Linked DNA regions of Rattus norvegicus: region 1 is linked to region 2. Evidence: chromatin contacts called from public Hi-C data. All regions are on one chromosome and are shown on one strand. The core of a region is the stretch at or near the end of the contact, and the rest is flanking DNA. Distances in the headings are between cores, read along the strand shown.

Region 1 (3,412 bases), core at 329-2,828, 280 kb after region 2:
AGCCCCATCTCCATTCCATAGGCTCTCCTAGGCAAACGTTCTGTCTTTGTGAGGTGCATGCTGATGCAGCCCTCCCTTTGCCCTCCTCATTCTGTGATTGAGTCTCTACAATCTCACTTGCTTTTGAACTCCCAAGTATTATATAAAGCCTCTGGGCTGACTGATAGCTTCGGATGTGGTAAAGATTCTTTGTCTTTCTCTTCTTCCTGCTCCTCTTTCCACTCCGCCCTTCTTGTTATATCTATCTTAATTATCTTTTTCAAAGAGGTATGAGGGAAAGCACATTTACATATGCATCCGCACAACCACACATATTCTCCCAACATATTATGAAAAAAGAAATATAACCAGCCAGAAAAGGGGGGAATTTTGCAATCTGGCCTGAGAAGGGAAAGGATTCTCACAGTGATAGACTGGGCTATCCATAAAGCTCAGGGATTTTTATGGGAGCACTATGGCCTTAGAGAAAAAGGAGATGAAGGCACTGAGGGAGGAGCCTTCCTGGCAGTATATCCTTCATTTCCTAGGGCTTACCTGAATGTGTCTGTAGCTCACATTAAATTTTGTTGTAAGAGACAGAAATAAAACAAAAACCAAACAACCCCCCTAACTTCCTGGTCCCCTATGCTTCCTGTTAAGTTGCTTAAGGGTGACTGTTTCTATCACAGTGCAAAGGTGTTGTGACAATGACCTGAAGATAATCACCTTGTTTCCCTCCCTTGCAAAATAAGAAAATGAAGGAAGAACAAGATAATGGCTCTTTGCTCTTCAGTGATTTGGAAGTGGAGGAAAGCAACACTCCCCCAACCTCCATAAAAGTAGTTTTGTTGTTTTAAAAGTCTGAGAAACACTAAATCAACTTTAAAGTTACTAATCCCTTGCATGTAAAACCTGACGTTTTAGGAGGGAACAAAAAGAAAACCTCCCATCATTTTCAAATAAGTGTATGTCCAACCCGTCTTAGGCCAGACTTTAGAGCGCTGCTATTTCAGTCAGCATGGTAACTTCAACATAGCTCATTTTGCTCAAACACCCGGCTTGGTGAAAAGACGCAAGTCGATGAGTGGATTATAAAAACTCTATCTTTAACTACTTAAGTAGGCACAGTATCAGAAAGTGGAGATAAGTACTTAACATTTTACTGTCTTGACTTACCAAGAAGTGGCCCACTTAGGTAAAGTAAATGCGGAAACTTTTGAACTGTACACAAAGTCTTGATGAGTTGGCCGGCTTGAAGGGGGGTATGGGGGTGGGAGAATGTGTGATGGGGGAGGTTCAGTTTCCAGGAAGTTCACAACAGTAACATCAGGGGCCAATTGCTGACCTAGCTTAAAGTCAGCTCCAAAAGCTCGAGCCAGGCAGGAGTCGAACCTACAATCTTCTGATCCGTAGTCAGACGCGTTATCCATTGCGCCACTGGCCCATTCATGAGGACTCTTCTCGGGACTTTCAGGATGACAGCATGAGTTAGTTCTCTATACTCACCGGGACGACAACAAATAGTGATAAAAGAAAAGGGACTACAGGCAGGCCAGGCGACGAAGGAGAACCAGAGCCTAGGCCTCCCGGGGACACTGCTTGGGACCTTTCTAGGCCGCTCGGGATTGCCGGGGGCAGAACGGTGGTCGTGCACATGCGTAAAACGACCCGCGTCCCTGACGTCGCAAGGTCTGAGAAATGCGCATGCGCAACTCCGTCTGCCTGAGGAACTCCCTGATTCAGTTGTGTTTAGTGTCAAGGGGCAAAAAAGTAACTCATGTCCCTTCGATAGCTCAGTTGGTAGAGCGGAGGACTGTAGCTAACTTCCTTGTGAGAAGACATCCTTAGGTCGCTGGTTCGACTCCGGCTCGAAGGAGACAGTAATGTTTTATCCAGGTTTACTGGCCTTCCCCAGAGCCCCTCTCTCAGGCATTGAGCTCCCCAAGTTACGTCTCTGCAGTTCTAGGACTTTACAACTCGGGCCTGTATTCTTCCGTATCCAACCTTTTGCGATCCCCCTAGTGCGAGCGCGCTCAGACAAGTCCCAGACTGCGGCTGCACCACCGCCCGGTCGGTTCCTCACGTACTCCTAGTTTCGCGCACCAGGGCGACCCTTTTCGCGGCCGGATCATTGGGAAACGCCGCGCAAAGGAGTGACGTAGTGTTATGGAGCTCATCTGCCAAACAGCTTGTCGCTCCCTTCGATAGCTCAGCTGGTAGAGCGGAGGACTGTAGGCGTGTGTCTGTCGGACATCCTTAGGTCGCTGGTTCGATTCCGGCTCGAAGGAAAGAGCTTGCCTTTTATTTTAGCCTTTTAATCTCATCTATGAAACATATTCAAATTTCTTTGCCGAGCAGTGCTCTTGTCCTCCTCTAGGGGAGCACAAGATGAGGCGGCACTCGTGGAGGGGGATTAGCTCAAATGGTAGAGCGCTCGCTTAGCATGCGAGAGGTAGCGGGATCGATGCCCGCATCCTCCAATTTTCTTCCTTTTTGCATTTCGGTAAATTTTGCATTTTACTTTTGTAATCCACTTCAGTTCGAGCCGAAAGACAGTAAGTAAAACCCAGTGTGCTGAATTTCAACTTTGTATTTTGTGTGGTGTCCTAAACTCCCAGGCATGCTACGGATATGTAGAAACACAAGAAGGGGCAAAAACCGGAAACCGACCCAGCTCTAAACCCTTGGCTAAGCTGAGGGTCCGGGGCTGTGTGGCGTCACCTGGGGAGCCGAGGCCTAAGGGCGCAGGAACGATTTCCTTCAGAAGACTTTGGGAGTCTAGTTCCCTCCTGGAACAAACTGTGGGGCACTGCGTAGACTAGGGACCAGCACGGAGGGCAAACTGAAAATTAAAAACAAACGAACGAACGAAGCAAACCAAACCAAACCAAACCGAACCGAACCAAACCGAACCGAACCGGTTCCCCCCACCCCAAAAGTTCGATTTAGGTTCACTCCCCTTGTTAAAACACACACACGCATGTGCACACATATACACTTCAGTCCAGGGCAGAATTATTAGCCTTTTGAGGATTATAATAAGTTACAATTCTTGTACATTTTAGAGTTTTGGGCAACTCGTGTGCTTTTGTATCCAGTGTATACAATCTGCTGCATTTCTTGCTGTCTTCCACTTTCTATCTTTCCATTTTTAATCCCATTTTGTTATTTTCAATAAAGTTTTTAGCTGAATCTTTACGCCATTTAAATTTATCCCCCTTCATATAAATGATGTATTTTTCTTATTTTAGTGTCTTGAAACATGGCTTCAGTGGTTGGGTTTGAGCTGCCTGTGCCTCCCAAGGGCTGTGTGGGATGTGTGTGTGTGTGTGTGTGTGTGTGTGTGTGTGTGTGTGTGTGTGTGTGTGTGTGTGTGTGTGTGTGTCTGTGCCACATGATAGAGCAGTGGGTGCCACCCCATTGTGCAGGCCTC
Region 2 (3,046 bases), core at 133-2,632:
GACAAATAGAATTCATAGAATTCAGTGGAGATAAGCAAAATCTCTAAAAGATGCTGTCCATACTATCAGTTTTTAAAAATACCTTGCTTATAGTACTTACAGTGCAATTGAGGGGAGAAATGGTGTGCTATACAGGGTAAAGAAACACTAAGCAACAGAAAAAGACGAAGAATACTTTATTTAACGAAGTGAAAATGGGACCCAGGATGATGACAGCTCAAGCCTGGTACGTGGAAGTCTGAAGCAAGAAGATCATGAGTTAAAGGCAGGACTGAACAATTTAGAAAGGCTCTGTCACAAACAAGCAAGCAAGCGAACGAACGAATGAATGAATGAATGAATGAATGGCTGAGGCTCAACTGAGTGGAGTGGTACCCATCCCCAAAAGTAACCTCATAAACACAGAACTTCTGGCAGCAGGCAATGAGGGGACCAGATTCATACGTAAACAAAATAAAACTCTTCTTTCTCTTTAGTCTAAATCTGGCAACCAAATTTTACCCAACGACAGAGTTGAGCCAAGGACTTCATAGAAAAAAAATTAAAATGCTTAGGAGCAACTGGTGTTGGGTCATCGGAAATAAAGTCCTTTGTGAATGCCCATCAGTGGTTTCTGTACTAAAAACGCCTTTATCAAGCGACAAAACTGATTGGAAACCATCAACTTTGCACACTAGTTCCTGACACCTAGGCCCATTCTCTAAAAAGGAGCAGTTCCGCAGTTCGGATGAGGACCACAATGGGACATCCAGGCCCATTGTTCTGAGAACCTCAGCACCAGCACAGCACTGCAAGGCTCGCGAAGCAGCACAGGTGGGGGGCGGGGGAAAGTGGGGGCGAACAGGTGTGTTTCAGGTCACAACTAAGGGACAAGAGGCCCAACTTGTGGGAGACGGCGGAGAAAGGAGGGGAGGACAAAGTCATTGCTTGAGGCTAGCAGCGGGCGTGACGGGTTAGCAGCGGCGAGGGTCGCAGAGGCCAGGGGCAGTGAGCACAGCGGAGGGCAAAAGGCTTTCGGAAGGGGGAGACCAGCCTACAGAGGCAGGAACAATGGCCCGAGTCCCCCCAAAAGACAAAAGCACTGAGCTGTGGGTGCGGGCCCCGGGGCGGCGGTTACCTGCGAGAGCTGCCGGGGATGCGGGCAGCCGAAGAGCGCCGAGCTGGAGCTGAAGCTGATGGCTCCTCGGCGGCTGAGGACGTGCTGGGGGACCGGCCTGTCCAGGGGCAGCACCGGCAGCTGGTAGCATACTTCCATTGAACACGTCCGCCTTGGAACCGCGCGGCGCCCGCCAGTCCGCGGTCGCCCGCCCCTGCGCTACGAGGGGGCCGCGCCGCGGGGACCCGGGGCCGAGGCGCGCGCGGGGCGGGCGGCGCTGGCGGCCGCCGACACCTCCCAGCCCTCCGCGCGGCTGGCGGCGGGAAGGACTGCAGCGGACGCGGGGAGCCCGGCAGGCAGCGTTAAAGGGGATCCCGCCGCCCCGGTGCTCCGCGGCGCGAGAGCTGGCCCGGGCCGGGAGCACGGGCGCGGAGCAGAGAGCAGCTTGGCCGCTGGAGCCCAGCCCCTCCCCTCCCCCGAGCCTCACTCCACTCCGCCGCCGGCGCGAGCCCGGCGTAATTCACACTTTGCAGCCCTAGACCCTGCGCCAACCACGGCCGCCGCCACCGTGACGTCACGACGCCGCGCCGCATGCCCCGCGCCCCGCGCCGCCGCAGCGCCTGGGAGCCCGCTGGTTGTCCGGACCGGGCTGCCTGCGTCCGCTCCACTCGGCGCCGCGCCCCGCGCCCCGCGCCCGACCGTCGCTTCCCGCCTCCCCGCAGCTCCCTCCCCGCAACCCGCGGCGCGTGCGCACGAGAGTTACGCGGGGCATCCTCGGGCGCCCAGACCCGGAGTTTGTTCGGCCTACCCGACCGGCGCTCTTGCGTCCGACAGACCCAGAATACCGGGAGCACAGGGCGCCCTCCCCGCGCTTCCATCCAGCGGGGCACCGGGCGCGTCCACTCTGAATTCCCGTACTAGGGCGTCGCGGGAGACCACTGCGGCAGTGACGTCAGCTGATCTCGGGGGCTCGATCCTCCCGCTACCTCACAGTTTATGCCCTACCAAGGCAAGGCTCCAGTGGCTTCCCTTGGCAGGTGAGGCCCCAGGCCTTCCAGGCCTGCAGGGCAGAAAAAGGGACCAAAGACTTCTGTGTGAAGTGAAATTCTCCTACCAAGAAAATGAGAAATGATGATATTGAGAAGACAAAGGTGGCAAAGAGACCAAAAGTTCCCCTGGCCAACCATCGCCCTTCTTTGTTAGTGTTTGCTGGTTAATATGTAGGAAAAGCTTTCAACCTGTTTTGGTAAGATGAGGATATAATTTACTTGTTTTAAGTTTCTGCCCCAAAACTACCAAAGCTTTTCCGCAGGAGCCCACTGTTTCTAACGCTTTGAGCATCAGATACTTCAACATGAACAAGCTCTCCCCCTGGCAAAATGGATTTAGATAATTTCTCAGGGCATCTAGTCTCCCAGGTATTTAAGATGATCATTGGCAAGGTGGCAGGCCTTAAGAAGTACAGTGCTGAGCCTGGGCTTAATGGTGCTATAAACTTGAGTACCGAGTATGCATGATCAGATAGAGGGATAGAGGTGTGTACTCTTATTATTTAAACATCATGCCCCTGTGTATTTCTACATGCCAGATCTTAGGCATGCTTTATGATCCGTTCTATGTTGTGGAATTTGTCTTCGCTAGATGATGAAGCACTAATGAGATTCTCACTGCCTTTGAAATCTTAATTACTCCCTTAACGTGTAGTCGATGTGTTAAGCATCTCACTTGGGATTACACTGAGCACTGTGGGCCATTTACTCTTCAAAAAAGTCGTTATCAAACAGTTGACTAAATTGCAGGTAGATTCATAGAAACAAACTTGCCCTACACCTTATACAGATAAGTCTCAAGAACTAACCTCAAGTGATATGTACTCTTCATCTGCTGGACATGGTGGTACAAACCTGTAATCATTGCCCTTGGGAAACTGGGGCAGCAGGATGAAGAGTT

What was found. A called contact is a pair of places that touch in the nucleus more often than the background predicts.
Region 1: a Hi-C map of the A7r5 cell line shows a contact between it and region 2, with 2.3 times the contacts expected there. The contact joins the promoter of RGD1562890 here to the promoter of Pde7a in region 2. A contact is called at or near these places in 2 of 12 Hi-C or Micro-C datasets (the A7r5 cell line and mammary epithelial cells) and 1 of 1 datasets of contacts at active chromatin or transcription factors (oligodendrocytes).

Annotation. Positions count from the first base shown.
Region 1 is chr2:104,002,071-104,005,482 of GRCr8, forward strand. It overlaps RGD1562890 (a long non-coding RNA gene), which reads right to left and starts at 1,579. Exons shown (of 2, transcript NR_037704.1): 1 at 1,156-1,579. It overlaps Trnar-acg1 (transfer RNA arginine (anticodon ACG) 1), which reads right to left and starts at 1,423; the gene lies at 1,351-1,423. Trnay-gua8 (transfer RNA tyrosine (anticodon GUA) 8) reads left to right here and starts at 1,762; the gene lies at 1,762-1,855. Trnay-gua2 (transfer RNA tyrosine (anticodon GUA) 2) reads left to right here and starts at 2,178; the gene lies at 2,178-2,267.
Region 2 is chr2:103,721,445-103,724,490 of GRCr8, forward strand. It overlaps Pde7a (phosphodiesterase 7A), which reads right to left and starts at 1,383. Exons shown (of 13, transcript NM_031080.1): 1 at 1,118-1,383. The coding sequence starts at 1,255.